Regions from separate parts of the Gossypium hirsutum genome. Here region 1 is linked to region 2. Evidence: chromatin contacts called from public Hi-C data. All regions are on one chromosome and are shown on one strand. The core of a region is the stretch at or near the end of the contact, and the rest is flanking DNA. Distances in the headings are between cores, read along the strand shown.

Region 1 (7,578 bases), core at 851-3,350, 63 kb after region 2:
TGATGATCACCGGATTAAATACAACATCATAGCTTTGCTGACCAGATTTGTGAAGAATACATAAATTTTGTTAATTACTAAGACTCTTCTCTTTGTGTAATTAATTAGCATCTCTCTTTTTGAAAACATGGGAAGTCCAATTGTTGGACTTTAGTTTGGTAAAGGGGATTCTATCACTTAACCACTTTCTTAGCCACCATTTGATTTTGCTTTCAAAAGTTGAGACATTCATATCAACTAAGCATAGTTAAGTCGTACATGCATAATTAATAGTGGACCTTAGACTTAACTTGGATAGCGATCAGAATTGCAAATATTGAGATTCAAATCTTAAATAGTATTACCTTAACATTTTATGGTGATTCAAAGATGTTTTGAGATTTTTGTTTTTCATCCAAGATTAAAAGAACCAATAAAAAAATTATGTTAACATTTTATAGTGATTCAAAGATGTTTTAAGATTTTCGTTTTTCATCCAAGATTAACACAACCAATAAAGAAAAATAAAATGGTAGCATGCATATGGCCTTTTCTTTGAATTTGAACAAGTCTTGCCGTTCTTCAACTTCCCTGGCTAATAATGAAGGGTTATAGTCTATTAGATAATATTATTCGATAAGGATTAGATGCCGACCAAGCATCACGTTTTTTGTTTCTAACACCGTCTGATGCAACATTTGCTTGCTAAAGTTACCTAACCCAACCCATTCATGTTTCTCAAGAATATATATAAATGCTAATATGCTACATTAGAGTCAACCCTTTTTGTGATTAATTATTAATTTCTTGTAGTTAACAACACGATTCTCTCATGTTTATAGCTACCCAGAGTTTAAATATTCAGTTTTGAAGAGAATCAAACAGATGAAGTTAGATGAAGTGGAGCTCTCAATCGTGACGTTCAATTGGCTATACACATCAGGGTTATATATAAGATTAGTAAGCTTCCAATGGCTAAAACCTAAACCAAACCCGGTTGCAGTTGCAGTTGCACTTTTCCTTTATTTATATGACTTCCAACTGAGGTTTCTTTGTTAATTATATCTCTGCCGATTTGCGATTTATTTGAGCCATTATTTTTTATTAAGTTAATTAAGATATTATCTTTTTGTTCTTTCATGTTTAGGTTTCGGAAAACAAATAAAGAACCAATCTCTGTCGCAAATGACGTTTGATTTTATCTAAAAAAAGAAAAAGAAAGATTCAAGGGAGAGAGTTTTGATGTGTATATATAATGATTGTTTAATATGGGGTTAAAATTGAAGGGTTGGAATGCCTGTGACCTCTCCCCTTTCAATTTCCGGAAACCTGTTACATCAAGAAGAAAGTTTGGGAGCTTTTCTGGATATACATAAAAATTATCACCTTTTGGCTGAGGTTTCTCATCCAAATTTTTTACTACTTAATCACGCCATTATTCATGTCCATATCAACTTCATTTCGCTACAAACTCAATCAATTTTTTAAAAAAATACTGATGAATCCTGCTTCGTACATTTTGGTTATTTCGTTTTTGTATTATAGTGTTGCAGTAAAGTGTAGAATATTTTACTTCCCAGATTGTTTTTGAGGGAAAACATATGCCTAACAAGTCACAATTTAAAATTCTTCCATTAGAAATTTTTAACACTAATTTTTTCTTAAAATAATTAGAGAATTTCTGAGTTCTTTTTTAAACATGAAATCTATTCCATCCCCACAAGCGAGGATTAAAACCCTAACCTTAAAGTTAAGAGACAAGGTGAGCAATTACTACACTACGTCTCATAGTATTAAAATATGAGTGCCCTTTATATATGCTCCCCATCTAAATTACACAACTATTATCTCTTTCAACAACTTGGTTGCTCTTCAAATTATTGGATTTTTTAATATTTAATTGTGAAATGAAGGTCCATTTGGTGCTACTAAAATGTTACAAAATGAGTACTACTAGACAAGGGCAGGGAATTTACTCCCATGCAATAGGAGTGGTCTGAAATACAAAGCTGCTTCTATTTGGCGAGCGTTAAGACATAGGGAGGAAAGTAGCTAATGTGGCACAAGCTGGTGTTGTTGTTTCAGAATTCCCAACACATTCTTTTATTGCTTGGTTGGCAGTGTTGGGCAGCTTACCAACGAAGAATAGAGGTGAAGCTTGGGATGTTCCGATTCAGCTTGATTCCCTAAAACAAGAGACCATTTATTTTGTGATTGTCGACGCTACTCGACAAATTTGGGGAAATTATGCTGAAATGAAACATAGATTGGAGGTGTGGCTCATGGTATGAAACAATTGAATGGGGTGTCCACCATTTGAAAGGCAAATCATTGGGAGTGATTGCTTTCAAACTTGCTTGGACCGCACTAATTTACACTTTATGGCAACAAACGTGTTCATGGGCAAACCAGCTAGAGGGGTTAAACAACTTCTCCAACTCATTCTACCCTCTATTCCTCACTGATTATGCGGCATATATGTAAGTTGTGTGTTAATGGTAGATGATGAATGTAGAATATGAGGTTTGGATGTAATGGGAGGTATGCACCACTGCCTTTACTATCTTATTGTAGCAAAATTTGCTTACTTTTAGATAAATGGATTTTAATTTAGAAAAATCATTTGATATACTGTCAATAGAGTTTTTAGATTAGGAGATCGACAAATGCCTTATAAAGATATAGTAAATATTTAAAAGAAAAAAACGCATGACAATTTTTTAAAACTATTTTATAAAATAAAAAGAGTATATTGTCAATATATCAAATATTAACTTTTACTTATTAAAAGCAAAATTTATGTTCTCTTCTCTCTTATTTTTTTTTCTTTTTCCTTTTTCCTTTTTTTTTTAGGTTCGCACGTGATAGGCTCCTCCTTTTTCACCTATAAATGATGGCAGCCTGTTTTTAATTATTTATAGTCATGTATTCAAACTAAACTTTGATACCTAGTTGTTGGATACGGACACATGGCATGCATTATGTAATTATGTTATTATTTACTTGTTCTATCAATCATTTATTATTTAATGATAAAAAAAATAAAGTTATTATTTACACAATTTAACTTAAATATAAGACAAAGCAAACATATTTTCCAAATGGCTTATTTCAACAATTATTATATCATTCAAATTTAATGAAAAATTGTTTACCTAAAACACTATTAATGAATTAAATAATACAAAAATATTATTTAATGCAGAAATAAGGAAAATCACTAAAATATAGTACTTTTTTCTATTTTCACTCATTTCTTTGTTGTTTATATTGTTTGCCAGCTCTAAGAGCACTCTAAAAGCAAAAGATAATAGAAAATCTAGCTTATTAATTACAACATAAAAAGAAGGAAGTTACCTCCAACAAAATTTGCTGCTCTTGAAAATCACACACTAAAAAGTAAGTTATGGTAGGTAATAAATTTATAAATAAGACTTTAGTTGAGTTAGCGAAAAGTAAATTCTATTATATGTAACATTAATTCAATTAATTTTTTAATATATAGTATAAATATATGAAAGTAAAAATTATATTTCATCAAAAATTGTATAAAAAACAACTTAAAAGGACAAAAAAAAACAAAAACACAAATAAGCAGATCTATCTCAAACTTCAAGATTAACGCGGTTTGGCAGCATTGAGTTTGCGATTAACTTCACTTACCATGCACGTAATTAAAGGGTACGTACTGTCCCATTACTGGCAGGCATTAAGCAATCTTACTAATGCTAATTGCCTTCTCACGTTGCTTTCATTCAGTGCATGCATCCGAAATTATAAAAACGGATCAAAACAGGATTTTTTATTTATTTAATATTTTAAATTTATCTTCACTTTAAAAAAAAGAATAATTGATTATTAGAGTAAAAAAATTTCCATTTTGTCGTTTTTCATCTTCTTTTGTCAATAACAAGTAATTGAGATTCTTCTATTGTCGGTATATTTTTTTCACCACACGTATTCATGTTTTCTTCAAATCAATCCCCCTCTATCAAATCAATTCTTTAACCCATTACGTGTAAAAGTGGTAGAAAATTCTTAAACCCTTAAGACATTTTTTTTTAAAAAAAGTGAACGCAAATTGAAGAAACCCTTTATCGAAATGTCCGCAATTTATATGTACATATAGTGAAAGGATAAGCTTAGAAGAATAGTGGGTATAGATGGACCAAAAGGAAGCAAAGTAGTTGTTTGAATTGACTTAGACCAAAACCAAAAACATGACTCATCAACTAAGGTTACAAAATGAGTGCTTTTCTCTTCCCAATTATTTTTGGTTAAAAATAAAGTAATGGCCACTCCCCCACTTTCCCAAACGCAAGCACTAGAGAGTGTATATATATATAGGTTCTTCAATGGACCAAAAATAATGCCTACCTTAGCTTATTACTAATAATGGCGAAACCAAATAAAGTAAAAAATATATATTATTATATTCGTATTTTATATATACAAAATAAGAAATGATGTTTAACAAAGAATGTTAGGATGGCTTGGAAATTACTCAAGGAATTGGGGCCAGGCCATGCCATGCCATGCCATGCCATGCAATCGACTGGGATTTTGTACACGATCCACGAGGTTGGTTAAGGGAGCCCCCAACAAAAATTAAACAGATAGATGCCAAATGCGTTAAGCAACATCGATTCCTTATAGTTGTTTATGGTTCGTTACGCTAAATTCTCACAAATCCCAATTTTTCCCTTAATTATTATTCCTAATACTAAGCAAATTTTGGGATTTCAAGGAATATATATATATATATCTAGGCCACAGTTCACGCTACCTTGAGTTGCCATATTGTTCTTACATCAAAAACTAAATAAATAAAAAAATAAATATATATATGAACACCTTAATTTGCTTTAACATTTTAATTACATTACTTGAATTATACAGTCTTCATTATGTACTATATTTTTTTTTACTTTATAATTAAGAAAGCAATAAGCCAACGACAGACAAAAAGTTGGATTTTTAATTTTTCAGAAACTCGAAAGGGAAGTTTATCCTTGAAGTAGGGTTGCATGCCTTGTGCAAGTTAAATAGGCGACAAAAAGGGGGTTAATTTAAGTTATTGTTTTCAACATAATCTTTTACATAAATGGTAACACATGCAAGTTTATATCTAAGAGGCCTATAAAATACAAAAATTTACTGCGCTTATTGAAGTAATATTTACAGAAAAAAATTATAATCTAATACATTATTTTTAATTTAACAAGCTTTTTGAAAATAATATTTAACGGGTAAGTAATTATAAACTGTCAATTAATCCGATCCAATTAATTTAACCACATGTGGAAAGCTTGTTTCCGTCACATTACAAAAATTTCACTCTGCTACATGTTTCCTCCCAACAAAATCTAAAATAAATGAGAGATGTGGTATATGTATAATAGTCCTATTAATATTCGTAATAACAATGGTCACTTTCAACGTAAATGTGATCTGTTGTAATTTGATAAGTTAAATTAGGAACTCTATTACACTCAAGGAATTTATTCTCAAGCAATTTAAATGTTTTTTCTTTACTTTTACTAATTTTTGTTAGTTTTATGTCCTTTTGATACTCAAACTGACCAAATATTGCCATGAAAACCTAACGATATGATTAAGTGGCGTAGGAAGTCGATAATGGTCGAATTTGAAGAAATCATCATTCAAAGGGGGTATCCCGACACTGAGGCATGGAAGTCATGATACCCCTGATAGTGATGTAGTGAAGAAAATTAAGGCCAACTCTTATGAGAACGCGATACCGAGTAATGGCTATTACAATACCAAAGCCTAGGTATCGTGATACCGCTGCCTGACGAGGAGAGAATTGATTGCAGGGGTAGTTTTTGTCCAACTCCAACACCAATCAAAATACAACGTTAGAGACATTTTGATCCAAATTTTTGGGTTGTAATCAAATGTAAAAGTTACTTTTGGCCGAGAACTAAGGGGGTAGTTCACTTTTTACTTTCTATTTTAATTCTTAATTATAAACAAAAATAGTAATTTTATATTGAAGGACCGAAATAGAATTATAAATTTTCAGATGGATGAAAGCCAAAATTTTACATTAAGAAAGCTTAGATTAAATTATTTATTATTTAGAAAAGCCAAAAAGCTTTTTGTAACACCCCTAACCCTTATCTGTCGCCAGAACCAGGTTACGAAGCATTACCAAACTTTTCAGATCAAAAACAAATATCTCATATCATTTAACATACATAACAAAAACTATTCATAAACCATTCATATTGTCCCTTGTATGAGCCCTCGAGGCCCAAAATACGCGTTAGAAATAAATCGAGACTAAACCGAAAACTCAAAAAAAAATTCCCAAAATTTCAAAATTTTCCTTAAGTGCAGGGGACTAGACCTGTCCATGGGCCGGGCGGCCCAGCCCGACCCGACGGCCCGCCCGAAATATGGGAGGGTTCGGGTAAAAATATAGGCCCGAAATATGGGCTTGGGCAAAAAAATGGGTCGGGCCTCGGGCACACTTTTTTGGCCCGGGCCCAACCCGGCCCAGCCCGAATATAATAAATATATATTTTATTTTTATTTTTTAATTTTTAATTTTTAATTTTTAATTTTTAATTTTAAAATACTTTTAAAATATTTTTTATTTTTTTATTTTTAAAATAAATTTTTAATGTTTATTAAAAATGGGCCGGGCCGGGCTGAGCTCGGGCTTATGATATTTTTCCCGGGCCGGGCCTGGGCAAAATTTCAAGCCCATATTTCGGGCCGGGCCTAGGAGGCGAGCCGAAAATTTTTTTCGGGCCCGGCCCATGGACTGGTCTACAGAGGACACACGCCCGTGTGGCCAGGCCGTGTGGTTCACATGGCCGAGAGACACGCTCGTGTCTTAGGCCGTGTGGGCATTCAATGTGAGGCACACGGCCAAACCACATGCCTGTGTGCTAGGCTGTGTGTTTAAAAATTAAGTTGCAAGGGTCACACGACAAAACCACACGCCCGCGTGGACGAAAATAGGCCATTTTAAGGCCACTTTTCTCATCCATTTTGATATCAACCTATACACAACATTTTAATACATCAATACATCCCAAACAAGCAATCAACACAAGCCAAAATCATGTTTTAAGCATGACATAACATCAAAAATACTCAAATACTTAAACTTACCTATTTAATTCATCTCTTTGATTTATCAAAATCTACTACTAATTACATACGTACAAGCATATATCATTCACAACCACATTTCAATTTATTTCATTTCCAAACCAACCTTATACATGTCATATAAACCATAATATACATTGCGAAAACTACCGGAGTGAGTTGGATAGTGTGGCTTGATGTGTTGATCTGATCTCCCGACCTCAAGTTAATCTACAAGAACATTAAACAACACAAGTAAGCTTAATGAAGCTTAGTAAGTTCAATAGGTTAAACATAAATCTTACCAAACTTAATATAACAATTTAAATAGTCAATTATTCATGCACTCTCCCTATCAATCACAACATAAATTGATGAGTACACTTCTTTCAAATCAATATCAATAATAAACAATAAATATTTCAATTTCACTCACATAATTCATTTACCAAATCTTACTGAATTGGAGAAAGG
Region 2 (7,101 bases), core at 1,292-3,791:
CATTATGATAATTTTATTATCATAAATAATAAGGTAAAACTATGCAGATAGTTACCTAACTATAAAAAAAATTCATTTTAGGCACCCAAAATAAAAGTTTGCAATTTAAGCACCAACGTTATATAATTCAATCATTTTTGTCATTCCCGTTAAAAGCATAAATTTATTTACTATTAACATAAATATTAATATTAATATAAATTTTAAATTTATTATTATATTTTTAAAATATTTATGTATTTTTATATATTTCTTTGGATTTTTTAGAATTAGGATCTAATTGAGGCCATTTGTAAAATTTGAAGGTTAATTATTTAAAATTATGACTAAATTGATTTTAGATGTAAAACTTGAGGGCTAAATTTGTTATTATATTGATTTTTTAACTGCCACGTCAACTTGCTATTTGTGATTTTAACGGGAGTAACCAAATTGATCGAATTATGTAACATGGGTGCTTAAATTGTAAATTTTTATTTTAACCTAAAATGAATATTTTTTTTGTTTTTGTAGTTGATCGGCTATTTACACTAAATAATATTATATTTTGTAATCCAATACTCCCTTACTAATATCACATTTTGTTAAGCAGCACCTTAAATTGTAAGTTAAAAAGAATGTAGCCTTTTAACTTCCGTTCAAAACATGGTAAAATATTGTTAATCTGGATAGCTCCCAAGTCCCCACCAGCAAAATGCCACGAATGACATTATTTTGTCAAAATTTTGAGTAATTAAGTAATAATTCAGATTGGAGTGAGACTCGAGTCTATTGGTTAATATATTTTTGGAAACGTAGATAATTCTTTACCGCAATGTGAACTGAAACAAGGCTTGAAGAAAATGCAAATCTAGGGAGAAGAAGAGGTGGTATCAAATGATCTTTTCCTAACAAGCAGGCAGGTAATCTTGGAAGGGTGAGCGTGGGTGTTATCAACTGTACATAACACAAAGTCCGGTCGGTGGAGTGCGAGTGGCAGCCGCTGGCCCTCGCTGAAAACCAACGTGGTCGCATCAAGGAGAACGTGCCATGAGTTTCTATGTGCCTCCGAGATCCAATGCATTGAAAGCCTAGTCGTCCCATTTACATCAGCGGGATAGGCAAAAAGCCCTTTGGGACTATGTTTACATTTTCTTCTGAAGTTTTGGCTAAGTTGTGATCCTTTAATCCTCAAATCCAACCATGTTTCTGGTGCTGAAATAACCTTTGATTCTCTCTGGCTAGCGAATTCCCTTATGTAGTCTGATTCTTCAGCAATGATTGTCAAATAATAGTTCCCTTTAAAGAAGGGGTAGCTTTCACCAATCAACATCATAGCATCCTTGTAATTTGGCATGAAAAGCACTAAATACTCATCTTCACTTAGCCCACAATGTTTCAAAGCCCTGTTTTGAGCTTGAATTTCAGGTATTGAAACGAAGTTCCCTAGGAAAGAAGTTTTCCTAGTGAGGATATCAAGAAGCCTTGAAGCCTCTAATTGAGTGTTGTCAATATCTGCCATACCAGAAGTTGATGAAGATGAAAAGGACTCCCTGTTGCCTACAATCCTTGGTGATTTCTGCTTATTGTCGGTAACAACGGTCTCAAAGGACTCGTCACTGTTGGATAGACTGTCGACATCGATCATCTTTAGTCCATCTTCCACAAGTCCATTGCAATATTGAGGATATTTTGCAAAGACATATTGCTCTACATATTGCATTTCAGTGGGTGTTATGGGACCAGACCATCTCAAGTCAAGGCCTTGTAGTGTTGAGATTGCTTCAGCTACCAAATGGGCAGGGATTACACTTTGTGCTTTCTGCTTGTTAAAAGTCCAATGCACAATTAAAAGAAACTCAAATATCAAATAAAAGAAAATCTGTTTTTTCCTTTTTCAAGATAATGTTCTTAAAAGGTCAGATTAATTAAAAGAACTTGCCTTGATAACCATGCTGCTTGGTCTGCCATTTTGGCTTGGTGAATTGGGCATTGAAAGCAAGATTGATGGATCAAATTCACTTTCTGCCATATCCTAAAAAGAATCAAATTAAAACCCTTACATAAGATTTCCTTTTTCTGAATCAAAACCAATATCAAAGCAACCTGAGAGTAAAAAAGCCAATAAAAAGAGGCAAAAACCTTAGATACTTCATGCAGAACAAGGCTTTCTTCTAAGTTCCTTTCCATGATGATGCCTATGGTCCTTGTACCATAAGTAGGCAAATCCTGCAAGCAACAAGTAAGAAGAAAAAGAAGAAGACGAAGACAGAAAAATAGGCAATATGATAAAGATGTGAGAGCTTAGCCTTATGTCAGTGTGGGAAATTTGTAAGATTAATTTCAGTGCAAGGGTAGGACTGAAATCGATATTAAAAGACTACAAGGTTTAGCAACAATAAGAAGACGCCGCCAAGTGACAACACCCATGTTCCACAATATAGAATATTTTAAAATCAACTGCTTCAATTACGCCCGTAAACTCAAGCTGACTGAGACTGGCGGACAACTAAAGCCAACCACAAGAAATAATGGAGTTTCCATTCCATGGAAAACACCATCTAAATTATGAGTGTGATTTATTTATTTAAATTTAATGACTGTAAAGCAAAGGGCTTACCTAATAATAATTGCATGGGGTTCGGCTCACAGTCTCGGGTCTATGTAACCTATTCTAATAATTCACCTTTGATTACAACATTGATTTGGACTAAAGGCCCAACTCTTTTAGTATCTACCAATGAAGTGAAGGAATGAAGGAACAGACAACATTGTACATATTATTTTATCTTTAAGATGGTTTGTTATGAGTCTTTTTCCCTGAATTATTATTTTACAATAGAAAGCATAAGGAATAATTGTTCTAATCGCATCCCCGAGCCAAAAATCTGGTTTCCTTTACCTTCTGTTTTTTTGTCATTTTAAGACTGTTTTCCAGGTCACTTGTTTCTCCTCCCTTGGAGGCGTCCACAAGTAGATCATCAACCGCAATGAAACGAACTTTTATCATTTAATTTCAATTTATACAATTACCCTAAAACTAATATACATCGAATTTAATATTAGAATGTAATTTTATACAACATTTCTATTTATTTACAAACTATAATCTACAACAACTATATATTAAAATAACCAAAATAAATATCAAAGAGGTCTAGGGTCAAAGAATAATTTACTCGCAAATTAAACAAGGAAGTTTAAGCATGTACTTCACGAAAATGAGAAAATAAAAACATTTGAAGATGGCGTTAATTATTTTCGATTTGATCTCTTCTTTGAATGTAACTGATGTTAATTGTTTTCCAATTTAAGCTTTACTTGGTAGAGGGAAAGAAAAATGAAAGAGTGGAAAAATAGAAAATATAATTGTTATTTCTCAACTTTTGGTAAGAAATATGAAAATTTTGAAAGAAAAAGTAATTTTCATTCTATTTATTACTTGGTGGAGTTGAAAAATAAGAGGAAAGAAATTGAAACTTTTGAAATATACATAATTTTAAGTTAACATACGTAACTCTCTTATTTTCTCTCTTATCATAGTATTTGAAATGATGCATTAAGATGGAAAGTTGTCATCTCTTGTAACACCCCTATACCTAACCCGACTATCGGATCAAATATAGGAATGCTACATTAAATATTAGAGTATTAATCAACCAAACTCTAACAAGTAAATACTCATTTCGAACCCATTTGTAACTTACCAATTCATTAATTAACCATTATCAATGTTAGTGAGGAGCCCGATAAGTTCCTTAAACATTTGAGTATTTAAAACAGTGCTTTAAAGTGAAATATGAACTTTTGCAAAAAAAAAAAGGCACATGGTTGTGTCTACCACATGGTCGTGTAAGTCTTTGAGCCCGTACGGCTCCAAAATTGACCAATTTTCAACACTCACACTACCGTGTGACTAGCCCGTCTAACTCTCTAAGGCCGTATGGGCCAAAATTGAAGGAAATTTTACAATTTTTAAAATTTTACACCTTAGTCCCTACATAACAAATTTCAATTTCTTCCCAGCCCAAAACACCAATTTCAGTGTAAAAGACACTCAAACACATATGCATTACCATACAACATTAATTTACTAAAATTTCATTTAAATCTTACAAAAATTACAAATTTTGTAGCATAACCTAACATATTCAAAAACCTATGTACATGTCATTTCTACACCAAAACATAATACCTATTTTCCCGAGCTTGAGGATGTGATGAAATGAGCAGCTAACGACTCCAATCAAACATGTCAAATTTAATTGTACTTACACACTAAAAATAAATGTGTTAAGCTGGTGAAGATTTAGTAAGCACTACAAGAATAAAAGAATATAGCATATATATAATTTTACAAATTTATATCAAACTTTCATACATCGATATCTAACCACCTTCGAACGTACTAACATCCAGAGTAAAAATCCTCCACAAAATATATGAAAAGGCGGTATCTGCAAGTATACGGGTCAAATTGTAATATAGTTATAATGGAGTAGATGAGTACTCCAAGGATCATATCCAAGGGAGATGAGTACTAAATTAATTCTAACCTAAGCATAAATAGATCTAATTAGTACTTTAAATGAATTATATTACGATGGAATAAAAAGAAAGGTTTTTGTGATCTATACTAATAATAATAATAATAATAATAATAAATCAAATCAAATCACGAGAAATAAAATTATAGAATGTATCAAATCTGAAAATGGGTGATTAGCTAGCTTCAGTAATCATAACCAACTGTTGCTTTAGGTTTTCTTGTTCAATCAACTAGTCGATATCCCGGCAGTATCTTTCGATCTTCCACTAAAATAACGAGTCGGTAAGAACTAATTATCCCTCAACCTTGGAGTCCAAACTGGTTCAGGGTTAAGGTGTTCAAGGATAGGCCATACCAAATTTGGGTTAATTCCCACCTTAATGACTTCTTAGGGTTGTCAGGCCTAAGGTTTAGGTTCTTCTTTTCCTAAATAGTTGATCCGCTAAGAGAACCCTACAAAATAGTTAATTAATCATATCTCCACTCGCTAATTCCTCACAAGAGGATTAGTTCCTTATGTATCTCACAAACAATATCAACTTGATAGAAATAGTAGACATGAATAATAATTCAAGAGTATAAAGTTTAGAAGAAGCCTGATTTGTACTAGAATTGAGTGCAGAATCCTCACAAAGTTTGATTATGTTTCACAAATCTAATTTCTTTCACAAAAGCAAATAACAAAAACTGAAATAAACCTATAGTCTAAGAACAGAGAAAAACTAAAGACTAAATCTAGGAAGAAAATTATACAGTATGAAAGTTGTTCATAACATGTGTTAAATGAGCGTATTTATATACTTTAGAGTGGTCATCGTCATTAACCTTAGATCAGTTGTTGTCCTCATGCTTAATATTCAATTGTGTGGACCGAAATGCCCCTGACTCGTAATTATTTCCCGTACAGAGGTGATGTTACAACACATCAAGTCATGTGTCGTGACATCGAGGGCAGTATGCTCCATCTTCATGGTGTATTCAGGTGTGTGTCACGACATCATCAGGCTGTGTCGCGACAATAAAGGTAGTCTTAAAATTATTCTATTCTGCGCCCTATGTTGCGACATCTAGTGCTCAGTGTTACAACACATCAACCAGTATCGAGTTTAGCACACCTTCTAATGGTCTCCTGCATGCTCAAAAAGTATATTAGCTCAACCTTAGGCCTCATTCAACCCCTAAGGACAATAAAAGACTCAAATTACACACTTTATTAAATTTAACTAAAATTGTGAAGAGTAATTAAAACTTAACGAAAATGCAGGACTTGGTAACTTGTTAAGTTCTTATAATACTTAATCAAACTTAAACTAGTCAAAATTAATGGAGAAGAGTTCTAAACAAAAGTTTCTGAAGTTTTAGAGTGTAACAACCCGATTCTGGGCCAAATCGGAACAGTGGTTTCGGGACAACAAATTCGACACGGGAAAATGTTATTATTATATTTTTATGATCTAAAAATTTCACGGAAAAATTTTGTAAAAATTTTGTTCGAAAATTTTGACGTTTGGGAACTCAATTTAGTCAAAAGGACTAAATTGTAAAAAGTGAAAAAGTTGAGTTCTACATGTTAGAAGTGTCTAATTGTTATGAAATTATAAATTGGTGGTCCTTATATGGTAATTAGACCATTAGTTAATTGATGGTCAAAAATAGACATAAGAAATGGGTGAAATAGATTTTTTTTAAATGGGCGCATTTTAGTCATTTAGTAATAAAAAGAATTAAAAAGGGAAAAAGATGGCAAAATGTGCTCATCTTCTCCATGGTGAACGAAATCAGCAAGGGTAAAGCCATAGTTAGGGTTTTTAAACTTCCAAGCTCAATAGTAACTGATTCCAAGCCCCGTTTTTAATGTTCTTTACGTTTTTGGAGTCCCGGTAGCTTAATTTAGCTTATTCTAGCAATAATTTAACCTAGGGTTTATATTTGGAAAATACCCATAGGTTAAAAGTGTTTATTTTTCTATTTTATGGTGGAATATGAAACTAGAAATTATGTTAAACAACTTTTGCTAAGAGATTTTAAACGAAAACGGGTAAATTGACATAATCGGTAAAAATAGTTAATGTTCAAAAGTATGTGTTAGAGTGAGAATTTGATGTTGCCATAGAAGGGAAAAGTGTTCAGCATGTTGTAAAACATAAGAATAAGAGATGAAATTTAATTTCTAAGCTTAGGGACAAAAGTGTAAATATTCAAAAGTTCGGAGGCAAAATTTTAATTTTTCAAAAAGTTGGGTGGAGGACTATTTTATTAAATTTTAACATTAAATGAGTTAAATTTGCTATTATAGATTAAGAAAGACGATAAGACTACCTCAAACGGGAAAAAGAGAAGATAGTGGAGTAAATTGCAAAATTACGATATTTTGCACCGAGGTAAGTAAACATGTGAAATAATGCATATTTTTTATATTATTTGATATATGTTGAGATTTATTTGAACATAGAATAAATATTTGGCAAAGATTCTAAAAGTGTGGTTAAGTTGGGAAAGGTGGTAAAGTGTTGAAAAACACGGTTTCCGGTTGAACACTCGGAATAGGCCGGATTACATTGAATATAAAGGGG

The links. Hi-C and Micro-C count contacts between places; a contact is called where the count stands out from the background.
Region 1: a contact with region 2 is called in a Hi-C map of callus, with 2.2 times the contacts expected there. The contact joins the enhancer-like site here to the promoter of LOC107909845 in region 2. A contact is called at or near these places in 9 of 34 Hi-C or Micro-C datasets (callus, hypocotyl, leaf and 2 more).

The regions. Positions count from the first base shown.
Region 1 is chrD02:56,965,116-56,972,693 of Gossypium_hirsutum_v2.1, forward strand. No RefSeq gene overlaps it. Among protein-coding and RNA genes, the nearest start is that of LOC107909844, 31 kb to the right of the region's middle. Within about 2 kb of position 2,101, at least 4 of the 9 cell types and tissues checked have an H3K27ac peak or open chromatin away from gene starts, as enhancers often do. A contact at or near this core is called in stem, where this site is marked.
Region 2 is chrD02:56,901,269-56,908,369 of Gossypium_hirsutum_v2.1, forward strand. LOC107909845 reads right to left here and starts at 2,542. Exons shown (of 3, transcript XM_016837527.2): 1 at 2,122-2,542; 2 at 1,922-2,014; 3 at 776-1,801. The coding sequence starts at 2,169. The coding sequence ends at 851.